Regions from separate parts of the Mus musculus genome. Here regions 2 and 3 are each linked to region 1. Evidence: chromatin contacts called from public HiChIP or PLAC-seq and promoter capture Hi-C data. All regions are on one chromosome and are shown on one strand. Each heading gives the region's core, a stretch centred on a gene start, on an enhancer-like site or on the middle of the called end of the contact. The rest is flanking DNA. Distances are from core to core; before and after follow the strand shown. Region 1 holds the start of Ngef (neuronal guanine nucleotide exchange factor). Region 2 holds the start of Ecel1 (endothelin converting enzyme-like 1). Region 3 holds the start of Prss56 (protease, serine 56).

Region 1 (5,006 bases), core at 693-3,192:
CACCCAGCCACACCTCAGACGGTACTAAGGTAGGCTCCAGTTGTGCGGAAGACTACCCATCTCTGATAGGTCCTCATGGCAGCCAGAGCAGAGCCCGGGATGGTAGTGATGAGGATGGCTATGGACCAGAGTTGTAAAGGGAAGGCGTTGAGTGGAGTCACACCCAGGAGGAATCACAAAGGCAGGGCTTGGGAAAAAGACCCAGGGGGTGGGAGGCTTGTATTTCAACTCCCATAAGGCCTTGAGAGAACTGTGCCTCAGGAAAGCACGGGTGAGTTTCAATGTCCAGATTCAGAGGGCTCTCTGCCATCTCTAATCCTCTCCTCACATTGAGTCAGGGAGAGATGGGGGATTATGTCAGCTCCTGCAACCTGGGGATGACAGATCCCTCCTGCTTTGCTTTCTTATCTGTCGCTGTGACAGAACACCCAGACCAAAAGTAATTTAGGAGAGAAAGGGTTTATTTTAGCTCAAGTCAAGGCAGGGACTTGAAGCAGCCAGTCACAACACATCCACAATCAAGAAAAGAGACAGGAGCATATGCATGCTTACACCACTTAGCTCAGGTTTGGTTTGGTTTGGTTTTCTGTCTAACACCGTTTATGGGAATGGCACAGTCAAAGGTAGACTGGGTTTTCCCACCTCAATTAACCTAGTCAAGACAATTCCCCACAGACATGACTGATGTAGACAAGCCCTCCTTCAGACTCTCTTCTGTGGTTGCTTGCTAGGCTGTGTCATATGGCAATTAAACTAACCATTGCCCCTTCCAAATAAAACAACCCTCCCTTCCCAAAGCCATCGCTGTTTCTCTTGAGTCCCAGCCGCTGTGCCTCCCACCTACTCATCCAAGAACAAGCAACACTTGAGGCTGGAGCAACAACTCAGGTGTTAAGAACACATGTTGCTCTAGCAGAGAACCCAGGTTCAGTTGCCAGCACACACATGGTGGCTCACAACCATGTAACTCCAATAATTCCATAATTCCGGTTCCAGGGATCCAACGCTCTTTTCTGATTTTGAAAGGTACCAGTCAAACACATTGGTCACATACATACATGCAGGCAAAATACTCATATACCAGAAAAACCAATAAACACAGCTGCCTCAAACCCCCAGGAACAGGTTCCTTATAACCAATGCCCACAGGTGGAGTGTGGAGGGGGCCATGCTGGGGAACACTGTGTCCCACCCTCACCCTCAGGTACCTACAGAACTGGCCACACTACTCTTGACTTGAGATATTTCTCTCCTTATCCTCTCGTTTTATCTGAGCGCTGTACTAGCTAACAAACAGTAGGGTGCAGATCTACTTGTGGGTAGGGAAATCCTACTGCAGTTTCTGGAAACTTCTCCTTAACTCCCTCCTGGCAGCGTTTGGGGGTCGCTGGGAAAGATTTGGTCCAGCAGAAAGACCCACTCAGGAAAAACGTCTGCAGTGGTGGTGGTGGTGGGGGGGTTTCACACACACACACACACACACACACACACACACACACACACACACACACACACACACCTGAGAGTCAAGAGCAAGAGTGCAGGAGAAATAACTGTTTTCTCTCCAACTGGGAGTAGAGGGCATATATTCCCAAAGCATGATCTAGGAGACTGAATTGTAATGGGCAAGGGATGGGACAGAGGGTCGCCTCGCCCTCCCCTTCAAGAAACCCGGGGCGGAGCTATGAAAAACGACCCACTGGCAAGAGGGGAGATAGGCTGAGGCAGCTCTGTTCCCTCTGTCCCCGCGTCTCCCGGCACCCGGCGGCCGCGGGGGAGGCAGGCGCTGCGCGGCTCCGGTCCATGTGGGGAGTCACCGCCCCCTGGTCCGGGTGCACCCGGCCCTAGCGCCCCCACCTCGCCGCCGCCGGCCTCGCCCCCGCCGCGCGCGCCCCGCCCGCCTCCCCCGTTGCCGTGGCAACCCCGGGAGCCTCCAGGCGCGCGCTCGTCCGCGGGAGCGCTCTACAGCAGCGGCGGCGGCAGCTCCGGCTTGAGCCGCGCGCGCTGCGACCTCACTCAGAGCCCGCGCATTGCCCCCGGCTGGGCCCTGGGCCCCCCGCGCGGCTCCCCACCAGCCCCTGAGCCTACCCGGTCGCTGGTCCCCATGGAGCTGCTGGCTGCAGCCTTCAGCGCCGCCTGCGCCGTGGACCACGACAGCTCCACCTCGGAGAGCGACACGCGCGACTCGGCGGCGGGACACCTGCCGGGCAGGTGAGGACCCGCTGTATCCCGGCCCCCGCGCAATGTCCCCACGTACTCCCTCACACTCGCTCCCTAGGCGATGATCTCGGACCCCTGCGGCCTATCCGGGTCCTCGGCCCCCGGGCTCCTGCTGCCCCCCACTAACTCTAATCCGACGGACCTTCCCCCTGGGAGAGCCGTGCGTCCTGTTCCAGGTCACTAGCACCCAGTCCCAGCGTGGGATGGCCTCCTGCACCTTGTCCCTGGACGCCCAGAGTGTGCGCGTCCCGCCCTTCGCCCCTCTCTGCGCTCCCAGTCTCTGGAACTGGAGGACAGAGCCTCGAGTGGGGCCAGGGGGCACGGGACGGCTAAGGGAGTGGGGTGGCAGCGGGCTGGCAGGACCCGTTGGGGCGGCCTTCCGCGCTGTGCAGCGGCTAGGGTACGCCAACTTTCCGACGCCTGTCCGCGAGCTCGAAAAACATGAAGGTTTGGGCGGACTGGTGTAGGAGTGAATCACCCCGTCGCGCCCTGGTATGGTGACAAAAAGGGTTTGTCGGGCTCGCCCGGTCCGGACACGTGGCGGCCACTGTGGCCCCCCTTGGCTTGGAAGCTCTTAGGGGCAGTACCCTCCAGGCAGCAGCCGCTTGTGCTGACCGACAGTCGCCTCTTGCGATCTAGCCAAGGTGTGTCGTTGCTTAAAAATAAACAGCCGTCGCTCTCCTCCTTCTCTTGCAGCGAGTCATCCTCCACCCCTGGAAATGGAACCACACCCGAGGAGTGCCCAGCCCTCACCGACAGCCCCACCACTCTCACGGAGGCCCTGCAGATGATCCATCCCATTCCCGCCGACTCCTGGAGAAACCTCATTGAACAAATAGGTGGGTCCAGGGCAGGCAGCGACTCGTTTGGACCATGAGAGCCTGGTGGCTTCCAGGGGACCCTGGCTGCTGGGCTGACTGGCATGCGGCTTTTGACATGACTAGTTCTAATGGTTTCCTAGGCAGAACTGCCGAGTTTTATTAGTGCTGCACCACTGAGCTAATTTAGCTGGGATTGTGGTGTGTTTGTGAGACTGAGTCTCACACTGCAACCCTGGCTGGCCTGGAATTTACTCAGTAGCCCAGGCTAGCCTGGACCTCACCTCCTGCCTGAGAACTTGAGTTCCAGGGTTATGAGCTTGAGACTCTATGCTGGGCTTTAGCAGTGGGTATTGATCTTGATGTCTCTTGGAGAACACTCTTGGTCCAGCCCTTTCCTGTAGAAAACGTTGTTTCCAGAATGGAGTAGCTGGAGAGAGAGAATGAAGTCTTCCTTGACCTCAACAGGGAGGTCCTAGGAGGACCTGGAAGGTAGCCAAGGAATTAAAGCTGTACTGGGAAGCTCTGGGTAGAGCAAGGCTGGCCCTGAACACATGAGTAGAAGCAAAAGAGGCCCGAGTACATTCTGCGTCCCCCCTCCTGCCCCCTGCCCCCCACCCAGAAGACTCTTCCAAAAGGCTGCCAGGATGGTCCTAGGGAACGGCACTTAGCGGGTCCTGCTCCTCCAGAGCTGAGAGGAAGTTCTGTGAGCTGTTGGAGGTTTGAGGCATTTGTACTTCTAAACTGCTCCTGACATCAAACTGTTCCTCCTGTTATCCCCAGGGCCACCTGTGACCGGTTCTTGTTAATCCAGGAACGATGCTAGCTGCTTTGAAAATATTCTGGGATGTTCTCAAAGCCATCAGCAATCTATTCTTTTAAATACAAATTTTAGATTTTAAAAATATGACGCGTAATGATTATCTCCCACTGCCAAACCCTGTAAGGGACACAATGTCTCCAGAATTGAAGTGGAGCAGGCCCAACTGTAGGGAGACTTCTTAAGGAGGCTACTCTTTTGAGCTGGGAGCTTCCTACCCTGGCCCTGGGAGGAGAGAGCTGGAGGCTGGGAGATCCATCGCTGCCTGAGGGTAAACTGAACCCACTCTGGTTTCTGTCTCTGTGGTTCTCTAGCAGTCAGGCTGAGGATGCTGGGGGTGTAAGTGTGTCGTCGTTGTCTCTGGCACCTAACATGGTGCTTGGCATGTAGAAATTGCTTGTTAAATAATAACTGAGTAGCTTGCCCTTTACAAGTAGGCTTGGAAGATTTAAAGGAAACTGCTTTCTCTTTAGGAAGATAGATGCAGAACGGCTGGGTAGAGGGCGCTTTAGCTGGAGGAGCTGGGAACTCCCCTTCTAACAGAACAAGGCCGACCCAGTAAGGATCATTTCAGTAAGAGAACAAAGCCTCTCTACTCTGCCTTCATATCCCATAAGCAGGAGCTTAGACTGGGAACGTTAACATCCACGGGAAGGTGTGCTTACTGTTGGCACACATAGGAAACAACCATGAGACCTTGAACCTTGAGGACAGTAGTGGCACAAGATAAATCTATTTATATGAAAATTAGAATTTAAGACAAATAAAAATGAAAGATTATGAAAAAATGGTTAGACAGTTTTCATCATGGTAACCCCAGGATGGCAGGAGCTGGAGTATAGCTGGTGTCCTTTGAATGGTCTAACATGGCCACTGTTGAGTATTTGGCTGGAAGTAACAGTATGCAGAAACAACCGGTCTTCTGCAATGAGAGTGATCCATCCTGGTTAATCCTCAAGAGGTAGAAAGTTCAAGAGTTGGTTCTTTTCCCTACACAGTCACCCAGCTACATTTTCTTCATTCCCTTCCTTCTTTGGCTTTTGTGTTACAAGGTATCTGTTGTAGTTCCGGGCACCACATCTTCAAGCCAAGGTCTGTAATAGCAGGAAGGATAGTTTGCCTTCATGTGTCTACTGGAGATAGCTACT
Region 2 (5,006 bases), core at 1,829-4,328, 350 kb after region 1:
TTAGCCCATCATGCTTGTCTACTCTGTGATCCCAGCTACTTAGGAGGTTGTAGCAGGAGGATCACCTGAGCCCGGGAGTTCCAGACCAGTTGGGACAACAAAGTAAGACTCTATTGCAATAACTAACTAACTAATAAATAAAATACAATTTAAAAATCCAGGTTGATCTGTGAATCATTGGATGGGCTGAATCCTGGGAAGCCAGATGACCAGACAGTGAGGACCAGGACTTTGAAAGGTGACAGACCAGCCAGGAGAAAACAAATGGGTGACAGGTTCTAGCTGCTCCCAGACCTCACTATTGGCCACCTCAGGACAGAATGGCACTCTTAACTCAATCCATGACAGCAACAATGTTAGTAAAGGCACAGTATGGGTAGTGGGTGGGGGTGCATGTACCTGGGGCCCCTGTGGCCCCCAAAACCTGCCGTGGACATTCATTTTCTCCATGAGAGCCACAGCCAGCAGTGTGCAGCCGTCTCTAAGAGCCGACCTTTCTCTCCCCCACCCCTCCCTGCCACACCAGCCACTAGGGAGAGTCATTTCATTTCTCAAATTAAAAATCCATTTTGTGCTGTGAATAATGGATGGATGAGCCCAGGGAGGCCAGGCGGAGGGCAGGAAACTGGTTGTGGCCTAGAGACAACTCACAACTGCTAGAAGACCAGGGCACTGGCTGGATGGGAGAGAGGCTGTGGTGTAGCCCAGAGCTGACACATTGCAGGGGCCAGGGTTCTACCCCACACAGTACAGATCTGAGCTGGCACTGACCATAGCTAGGTCTTGGATTGGTGGTCTGGCTTTAGGATATTCCCTCCCTTGTTTAGGGCAAGATACACAGCACCTTGGTGAATGCTCAATAGCCATGAATCCTTGTGAATATTGCTGTCCCAAAGCTATACCAGAGATGGGGCTACAGGCGCTCCTTATCTAGAAGACAAACCCAGTGATGCTCCATCAACACAGTCGTTGGGATATGACTTTGGCTTGTGTGGAGGCAAAGAACTGCTTCCAAATGCTTCTGCCCCTCATACCCCTGTGTGCCTTCTCTGACTGCCGCCTGCCTTCTTTTCCCAAGGTGGGTCTCTAGAACCTCATTTGGGGCTCTTCTGGACTCAGCTAGGAATGGCCCGGTCCTGTCAATCTAATCTTCATCGGATCTGGGAGCACGTAGCAACTGAAGGAGAATCTCTGAGAACCTCAGAGATCGATGGAGCAAGATAGGCAGGAGAGAGAAGGAGTGGTTCTCTGAACCCTTTCTATGGACAGCCTGACCACAGGACATGTCAAGGTGACAAGGGCCTAATGGTCAAAGGACCCAATTCTAAGCTTATTTCAGCACTCAGGGTTCAGTGTGAAGTATAAGGTGTTGAACAGAACAGGCAGCTGGGGAGGCCCAATCCGCCTGGCCAGCCTGGCCGGGAGACAGATGAATGGATCAATGGTAGTTGAGTGTGTGAGTGGTGACCAGAAGAAGAGCTCCAAGGACTGACCCCAGAGGAGAGAAGCAAATAAAGGGACTGAGGACCAGGGTCCCTATCCTCCTGTGGATGCAGAGGAAAGTCCCCGGGGAAGCAGGTTTGCCTCTGTGCCTTGCTGTCGGAGTAGTCGGCTCCTTGAGACAATATCCATTTTTATATTTCTTGGAAATTTCACGGCATTCATTTCGGGGAAAATAAAAGCTGTCATTGCCGGAGAAATGATACCAATCAGGGCCTGAAAAGGCTGGAAAATTATCCTCCAGGAGATGGAATGTTGAGGGGAAAATGCAGATTAAAAGCACAAAGAGCCACTCTGCCACCGCCCTGCCCTCCCCTCCCCCCTCACGGAAACACGGCATTTTTGCGTAATTCCATCGCTCCTCAGTAGAATTAATTGGACCTGAGAAGAATGCATGGGGCAGGAGAGGACCTTAGGATGGTCAGAATGAAAGACAGTCCTGTGAGTGGGACTTAGAAATGGACAGACTGGACAGGCAGGAAAGTGGTAGAGGTGGCCACTAAAGGCTAGTGACTGGGTAGCTGACGATGAAGAACATCCGGAGGGGATGGCGACGGGATGGTGGTCGCTCTCCGCAGTCCCACCTCAACATGGGTTCTATCACATCGGTCTTCACCAATGTCTGAAACATTGCTTAGGCCAGGGCTGCAGGCTGGAGCCACAAGGTTGGGATTGCTGGGGCTGTGTGGTCCTTTGCTGGGGATACCAGAAGAGATGGGTAAGTCGAGGCAGAGAAAGCAGATTCCTGAAACAGTAGCAGTCCTTCAGAAAGCTCCCAGGTCTCTGTCACGTGTGGGCTTCACCTTGTGGGTACAGTGGAGAGGTAAAGATGATTCTGTCTCTTGGAAGGAGCGAGGTCCCCAACATTTAAAAAGCTAGTTCAGCCAACCGGAATGGGTGGAAGACTGGACAAACTCACCCTGTGTAGTCCCGTGAGGGAAGTGGAGCAAGATTCCTCCCTCTCCCCACCCTACCATCCTTTTCTAGGCCTTTCTATGTGGGTCTGGGACTTCCTGCCAATGATGTCAGGAAAACCTAAGGTTGAGGAGGCCACAGCCTCAGCCTCTACTTGCAACCTCCCCAGGAGAGCTAGGTAAAGGGTCTTGTACCAACCAGAACCCAGATGGGGCAAGCAGGAGTTAAAAGGACAAAGAAGTCTTGGTGCTGATGGCGCCTGGCAGAGTGCTGGTCCAGATACAGGCTCTTCACCTGCCCATTGGAGTCCTCCCTGGGCTGAGCTTCTGTGGGCTCGGCCCAGACTTCCCTCTGGCCTCCAGATCTCCAGCTTCAGTCCCTTTACCGCAGACTGGTAGGTGGCTCCAAGTGGCTCATCAGAAGGGACCGTGCTTCCTCCTCCCGGGACAGATCTGGACTCCGGAGTCCTGGAGCCAGAAGCTGGTGCATCACTCTCAGGAGCGTTATCTCCGCGGTCGCCATCCCCACCTCCGCACTGCTGGAGCTGACAGGTAGCCCAGAGGGAAGCAGAGAGAAGGAGGGGTGCAGGGGGCGGGAGAAGGAGGGTGGAGCCGCCGGCGCGCCCCCTCCTTCGGGGCTGGCGGGCGGCGCGGCGCGGCGGCAGAGGCGGCGGGCGCACGAAGAGAGCCGCAGCCAGCCCAGCTCCTCTCCGGCTGAGGCCGGGATTTGCTCCCGACCCCTCCCTCGGTCCTCGCCCGGCCCAGACGCGCACCTGCCGGGTAAGTGTCATTCGGGCCCGCCGCCTCCGAGGACATCATCACAGCCACCTCCGAGGCCACCGCGGCTGCCGAGCCGAGCTTCTCGGCTTTGTCTCTGTCCTCCCGGCTCTGGCTCCAGCTGCGGCTGCGGCTGCGACTCCAGGACTCGGCTCTCAAGCTCCGCTGACTGCGCCGCGCGACGCAAGAGATTGAGCTCAGGGCTGGCGCAGCAAAGGGGGTGAAACTTCTCCCAACTTTGGATTCTGGGGAGAACCTGTTGACGACAGGGATGGCCCGGGGCGTTGATGGGTGGCAAATGATGAAACCAGTCTCTGGTTTTCCATCTGGGCCGTCGGGGTTGGGGAGTCGGGTGGGGGAAAGATGGGGAATGGAGAGGGCTGCTGCTTGGGGAAGGGACTTGTGGGCTTTGGAGCCATTGAAGAGAAACAGCCAGAGGGTGGCTTGAGAGTGGTCCTGCAGACTTCCCCGAGGACGAAGTTTGGGTGTCTGGTCGCTTTTAGTTCGGAGAACTGAAGGAGGCTTCAGGGTCCGCAGAGAGGCGCCCCTGACCACACCTCCTTTCTCCGGCCTCTGCTTCCCCCTCCCCCACCTGGCTTGTCTGGAGAGGATGATGGGCAAGAAAGGCAAAGACAAGGGAAACAGGTTGTCAGTGAAGCCCCCACTTTGTGCCCGGTGCTCTTTGGTTTTGTGTCCGAGCATCCTTACTCTGTGGTGAGCTTGTGGAGACCTGGGTAGGCAGGTTAAAGGCTACTATTCCAGTAAGAGCTGCTGGCAACTGAACCCTTCTTTCTTGGTTGACGGAGTGAAGTGGGATCCTTGGTTGTGGATCACAGGTGGCCTCCATCTTCTTAAACTAACTCCCACCCTTTGTTTTCTGGGTCCCCTCACTTTCCAGGGCCTCTCTGAGCCTGCTAATGTTCCCTTCCTACAGCTGCGACCGAGGGCCATGTGGGCTCCGACCAGAAAGCCCGCAGACAGAAGCAGCCTATAATCGACCAAACAAGGGGTCTGCAGCCAAAGCCTCGGCACAATGGAGGCCCCGTATTCCATGACAGCGCACTACGACGAGTTCCAGGAAGTCAAGTATGTGAGCCGGTGTGGCACCGGGGGCGCTCGAGGGACCTCACTGCCTCCAGGCTTCCCGAGGGGCTCAGGGCGCAGTGCTAGCGGGTCCAGGTCTGGGCTGCCCCGCTGGAATCGACGCGAGGTGTGCCTGCTGTCGGGGTTGGTGTTTGCTGCCGGCCTCTGCGCCATCCTGGCGGCCATGCTGGCGCTCAAATACCTGGGCCCGGGAGCGGCGGGCGGTGGCGGAGCCTGTCCCGAGGGCTGCCCCGAGCGCAAGGCCTTTGCACGCGCCGCCCGCTTTCTGTCTGCCAACCTGGACGCCAGCATCGACCCGTGCCAGGACTTCTACTCGTTCGCGTGCGGAGGCTGGCTGCGGCGCCACGCTATCCCCGACGACAAGCTCACCTACGGCACGATCGCGGCCATCGGAGAGCAGAACGAGGAGCGTCTGCGGCGCCTGCTGGCGAGACCCACCGGAGGCCCCGGCGGCGCTGCGCAGCGCAAGGTGCGCGCCTTCTTCCGCTCGTGCCTCGACATGCGCGAGATCGAGAGGCTCGGGCCGCGGCCCATGCTCGAGGTCATCGAGGACTGCGGCGGCTGGGACCTGGGCGGCGCGGCCGATCGCCCCGGGGCGGCTCGCTGGGACCTCAACCGACTGCTGTACAAGGCACAGGGTGTGTACAGCGCGGCCGCGCTCTTCTCGCTTACAGTCAGCCTGGACGACAGGAACTCCTCGCGCTACGTCAT
Region 3 (5,006 bases), core at 1,050-3,549, 330 kb after region 1:
GAGAACCCTGGGGAAGGCAAATGGGGCGCGCAGGCCCCTCTGGGCTCACAGGCGTCCACAACTGTACCAAGGCCAGGTCATTGTGAAAAGTCTGCGGGTCAAACTAGAGAGCAGGTGGCGGTTCAAGGTCAAGGAAGAGGGTTTGGGATGCTATTCCCAGCTCTGAGGACTCAGGGCGTGTCTTCTCACCTTAGGGTGGGGCAAGATGCGGTTCACCTGCACTTCTTCCGCTTGCTCCCCCTGAGGCCCCTCGGCGAGCATCACAGTCCACAGAAGCTCATTCGAGGCACTGCAGCGCAAGTAGTGGGTGACACCAATCAGGGACAGAGGGTGGCGTGAGGCCCCCTCAGAGGCCCAGACCCTCATGCACCCACACCATCCAGTGAGCCTGTAAGTGTGGCTGTTGTGACCCAAGGGAAAGAGAGGGAGACCGGGAAGGTGCAGATTCCCTGCAGTGGGAAAATTCAGTGTGATGTTCTCCTACCCTGGGATCCCTCACCCCCACCCCCACCCCCACCCGCAACCGGCATTTTAAGGCCCGAGGTTGGGAGCTAGCTTCCGCTAGGGGGCAGCAGAGACCTGCTCTGCTCTGCTTTGGCCCATGGGTGCTTAGACTCCCATCGGATTGGGTGGCCCTGCTGAGCAGGTGCCTGGAATCTCGACGACGTACCCGGCGAAGCAATGTGCAGCCGTGAGCACCCAGGATGCTGCTACCAGGACACCCCCGCACAGAGGCAACCCTCCAAGTTGCAGCCTCACTAGCCAAGGCCAGGCCCCCGAGGGAGCCGTGCTGCCACCGACTATGCGGCCGTGAGCCCGGGTCGTGTTGGCAACGCCTTGATGTCTTTCTCCACATTGTACTAGAATGGCAGAAACGGCGTCATGAAGCAAAAGTTTTAGTTATCTTCACGTTGAGGCCCACCTCGCTTTCAGCCCTTGGAGTCTTTTAGTTTCACCTGGCTCCGGTGGGTCCTGGAGGAGGGGGGCTTGAGGTCTAGGGCGTCCAGGTCCTACTGAGAAACAATCCTTTGAGCCTCGCTGCGCCCTCTTGCGGATCTTTCGCTTTATTGGGGGGGGGGGCTGGGCCTCATCTTTCAACCACTCTCCACTTGGCCCGCCTTCTAGCACATGGAACTATTTGAGCAGCCATGAACTGTGACCACCTGAGCCCACACTCTCCCCTCCTCCCTGCTGTGTCTCAAGTTTGGCATACCCCTTCCACTTGGACCTTCAAAAAGAATCTGACCCCAAGGACGATGGAACCTAAAAATAAGGGCTGGACATGGACAAAAGGAGGAGTCCCCTGTACCAATGTGAGTCTGCTGGGTGGGGTAGCACTTCTGGTACAACCTTGGCATTCATGTAGTCTGTGCTGGATCTCCATCAACACGCGCTTTATGGCCCACTGGGCACTCCTCTGGGCAGCCTGCAATGCCTGAGTCCCCTGGGCAGATAAAACTGGGAGGGGGAGGGACATGGGACACAAAGTCACATTCCCTTGGCAGAGAGCCCCACTCAGTCTAAGTCTTCCTGAACCTTGTCTGGGGAGTCCCAGAGAAGCGTGGTGAACTCTTAGACTACCAGGGATGTAGAGATGGGGAGAGAGGTCAGGCCCCAAGGGCCAGCCCTCAGGGCAGATGGTGCTACAATTGGGAAGGAATCTCTGAAAAGCTCCTTTCTTAAAGATTTCAGAGGAAAACCACTGCCCACCGACATCCAGGTAATATGGTTAAGGTATCCATCTTTGGGCCCAAGGCATGCTGCCCCGGGTCTTCTAACACCGTTATCTCTGGAACCCCTTGGCAGTGTTGCTGTCTCTGCTTCCTGGGTGAGGCTGTCTACCCTCCCTTCCTATATCCCAGTTCCAGGCTCCTCCTTCCAGCAGAAGGTGGGCAGAAGGACCACAGGCCCTCCTAAGTGTGAGAGATAAGCTCATTTCCCTTGTCCTCCCTTGACCTCACTTTCCCTATGCCCCTCCCACCTCCCGTGGTTCCCTCGGACCAGCCCGGCTCACCTTGCAGGGCGCCGGGGGACAGGCGCGTGTACAGTGGATGCCCATGGGCAGTTTGGGAGTCTGGGGACAGTAGCAGCAGCAGCAGCAACAACATAGCCAGCGGCATGGTGACCTGGGGCCAAGGCGGGAGACCCTGTCCTCTTTATTCCTGGACTCTACCCTCTCCTGTGATTCTTCCTGCCCACAGACTTTGTGTCCCTCAAACCATCTGATCCCGTTGTCTTACACTAAACTACTCACTTCTAATGGTCCGCACCTCACCTGGCCCTCACCTCCTGGGAGCCCTCAGGGAAACGATGCCCTGGAGCTATATAGAGGACAGAGGGGTGTGTGTGCGTGGGAGGGCAGCCAGGACTGGGGGAGGGAATGAGGTAGTGGGCTGGACCCTCACCTTTGAAGTCTCATCGTCCCACTCTGCGTCTCCCCACTTCTGTGAAAGCGGCCCTTGTTCCTGCGGTTGCTTCAAAGGGGCTGAGATGGGGCTGGAGAACTGACCGTTGGGCTGGGGGCCAGGCAGAGGGAGACTGGTGGGCAGGGGCTGGGAGGGGGGATCCCCATCTGTTTCTGCCACCCTGGGGAGTCCACTGCTCTGCTGGGACAGGCACTTTTGGAGGGAGGAGAGCTAGGGATAGGGGTGGGTGTCCTGGGCAGTCTCACCCCCTAAGCAAGCCATTGAACTTCCAGCCCCTCTGCCCCTAATTGCTTGGCAGTGTCCCTCCTCCGTGTGGCCCTTTCTAAAGATGATCAAAGCATTCTAATTTGCGCCATAATTGCTGCACTGGGGTAGCGGGGTGGGAAGAGGCAAAAGCAAGCGGGAGATGAAAGGCCCCACTGTGGCCCAGTTTGGGGAGCGCAGGATCCAGCAGGACCCCTGTCCCTGCCCACTCAGTGTGTCCAGCTTTGTTTTCAGTTGCTGTGACCCTGATCTGGCAGGAGGGACTCTTGAGAGAAGGTCATAAACAGGCAACTGTCCTGATATCCAGTCACCACCTGGGGTAGGGCCGAGCCTTTGGGTACAAACAAAACAAAACTACCCTTGGCACCTTGATTTGTGCTGGCAGCAGGGACATGTTGGTTAAGGGTTTAAGTACAGGAATTGGGACACACTGTGGCTAGGGGATGTGTTCTCTTCAAAGGGACTGCTTATCACAGCACGTAGCCTGTCTCCCACCACCAGGAAGGTAGAGAGAACGGTAGGTATAGATTGTTGTGTCAATTCAATGACACTAGGGATTGGAGTTATCTCTGCATATCATAGGTAAATCCTATGTGCTCTCCAAGTTTCTAGCAGAGAGGTATGGCTCCTGTATGCCTGCTGAAGCCTGGCCAGGCCGGAGTGGCCAGCATAGAACTGTCTGTCCTCACTCTGCCTTCTTGGCATGTGTCAGGCTTTGAGTCCAGTCTGATGGCAGGAAGGGAGTAGACCCTTCTCTCACCCACACAGCAAAGGGCAGGGCATGGAAAAGCACACTGTTTCAGATCTGGCTCCTACAAGTTGAGAAGACCCCCACCCCACCCCACCCCATCCTTGTCTCGACTCCTGGGATCCTACAAGTTGTTGGGAGCATGTGGAATCTCTTCCTTTGGCTGGCATCAGAGCAATCTTTCTTTTCCCCCAGGATCAGATTCCTGGGCAATTTTAATTCCCAGGGGTAAGGTGGTCTTTTTGTTTTAAGAGTCTCAATGGAGCCTAATGGAGGGCCGTAGGTCTCCTTCACCCCTCCCAAAGGCAGAGACAAGCCCTTGGGCTCTGTACTTCCACTTTGAAAGGAGGAAGAGAGACGGGGTGTGGCAGGGAACCTTGGGGGTTTCTTCAATATATCTAGAAAGCCTTAGTGGGTTCTCAGGAGGTATCTGTGAGTTCAGGTGAGGAAGAAGGGTTGGGGGTGTGGGAGGGATGGGAGGAGTGAAAGGGGACACAATGCCCCCTCCCCCAGAATCCAATGATGTAGCCTCTTTATAGGTATGCTCTGGATGAGCTCTGTGTGTGTGTGTGTGCAGGGGGGGGGGTGTCCCCCTCCCTCCCTTCCCTCCCTCACTTAGGCCTCCACATAGTCACAGAGGATCCGTTACTCACTGCACCACAGTCTCCTCACTGTGAAGTGTTTCACGCATTTGATCCTGGCTCAGTCATGAGCCATCTACCTTCTACTTAAACTTAAATCAGCAGAGGCAGGATGATTCTGGTGAGTTTGGGGCCAACCTGGTCTACATAGTGAGTTTGGGGCCAACCTGGTCTATACAATGAGTTTCAAGCCAGCCAGGAAATACACAGTGACAAAGAGACAAGTGACATGTCCCTTGATCTCCATGCTCTTTTAGGAGAAGGAGCAGAGAGGAACAGGAGGATGGCTTAAGAAACCCCCAGGCTGTCTTTGAGGACAGCATCTCTGCATCAGCATCAGCCGGCCCAATGGGCACAGGGGTGGCTGTGAGCCGATGTTTGATGCAATGGAATTTGAGAGGAGCCTGACATCAGAGCCTCTGTGGGATGAGAGGCCATTCAGCTGTGACTCAGACAGGCCCGTGAGGCTGACTGTACTCCTGAGTGAGCTTTCGTGAGTCACTTCCTGTTGGAGCCCAAATCATCCCCCCCAAAAGATATGCTGGAGTTTCAACCCCCTTACCTCAGAATGTGACTTGATTTGGGCTATGCAACAGTAAAGAAGTTTGGTTGCTCAGTCCAACGTGACATAGAGACAGAGGCCAGAGGATGCAGGAATTGAAGGGATGCAGACTCCAGAATGACAAGACTTCCAGAAACACAGGGAGGAAGGAGAAAAGTAGGGGACAGGTTCCTGGCAGCAGCCAGGGCTCTCCTGAGCCCCTGCTCTCAGAAATGTGGCTGAGGGTCTGTTTTAAGCACCCAGTAGGTGCTATGTGGCACCAGACTCTCAAGGATGGATGTGTAGTCATCTGGGAGGATGGCCCTGTTAGGAAGGTTAACAGAGTTAATACAGTGCAGTCTTCCTGTAAGGGGATGGTGGGGTCA

The links. Promoter capture Hi-C pulls out the DNA fragments that hold promoters and counts their contacts. HiChIP or PLAC-seq counts read pairs in DNA pulled down with a chosen protein or histone mark.
Region 2: a promoter capture Hi-C map of embryonic stem cells shows a contact between it and region 1. The contact joins the promoter of Ecel1 here to the promoter of Ngef in region 1. A contact is called at or near these places in 2 of 39 promoter capture datasets (both in embryonic stem cells), 1 of 484 Hi-C or Micro-C datasets (embryonic stem cells), 2 of 115 datasets of contacts at active chromatin or transcription factors (both in embryonic stem cells) and 1 of 9 other capture datasets (embryonic stem cells).
Region 3: a contact with region 1 is called in an H3K4me3 HiChIP or PLAC-seq map of embryonic stem cells, with 20 read pairs. The contact joins the promoter of Prss56 here to the promoter of Ngef in region 1. A contact is called at or near these places in 1 of 15 datasets of contacts at CTCF or cohesin (embryonic stem cells), 1 of 484 Hi-C or Micro-C datasets (embryonic stem cells), 5 of 115 datasets of contacts at active chromatin or transcription factors (embryonic stem cells, pancreatic cancer cells and stem cell-derived neural progenitor cells) and 1 of 9 other capture datasets (embryonic stem cells).

The regions. Positions count from the first base shown.
Region 1 is chr1:87,507,298-87,512,303 of GRCm38.p6, reverse strand. Ngef (neuronal guanine nucleotide exchange factor) reads left to right here and starts at 1,942. Exons shown (of 13, transcript NM_019867.2): 1 at 1,942-2,211; 2 at 2,917-3,059. The coding sequence starts at 2,105.
Region 2 is chr1:87,154,208-87,159,213 of GRCm38.p6, reverse strand. It overlaps Ecel1 (endothelin converting enzyme-like 1), which reads left to right and starts at 3,078. Exons shown (of 18, transcript NM_001277925.1): 1 at 3,078-3,194; 2 at 4,126-5,006. The coding sequence starts at 4,225. All of the region lies in intron 3 of Gm33292 (a long non-coding RNA gene), which reads right to left.
Region 3 is chr1:87,180,607-87,185,612 of GRCm38.p6, reverse strand. It overlaps Prss56 (protease, serine 56), which reads right to left and starts at 2,299. Exons shown (of 13, transcript NM_027084.2): 1 at 2,015-2,299; 2 at 1,351-1,458; 3 at 957-1,010; 4 at 671-860; 5 at 190-289; 6 at 1-103. The coding sequence starts at 2,120.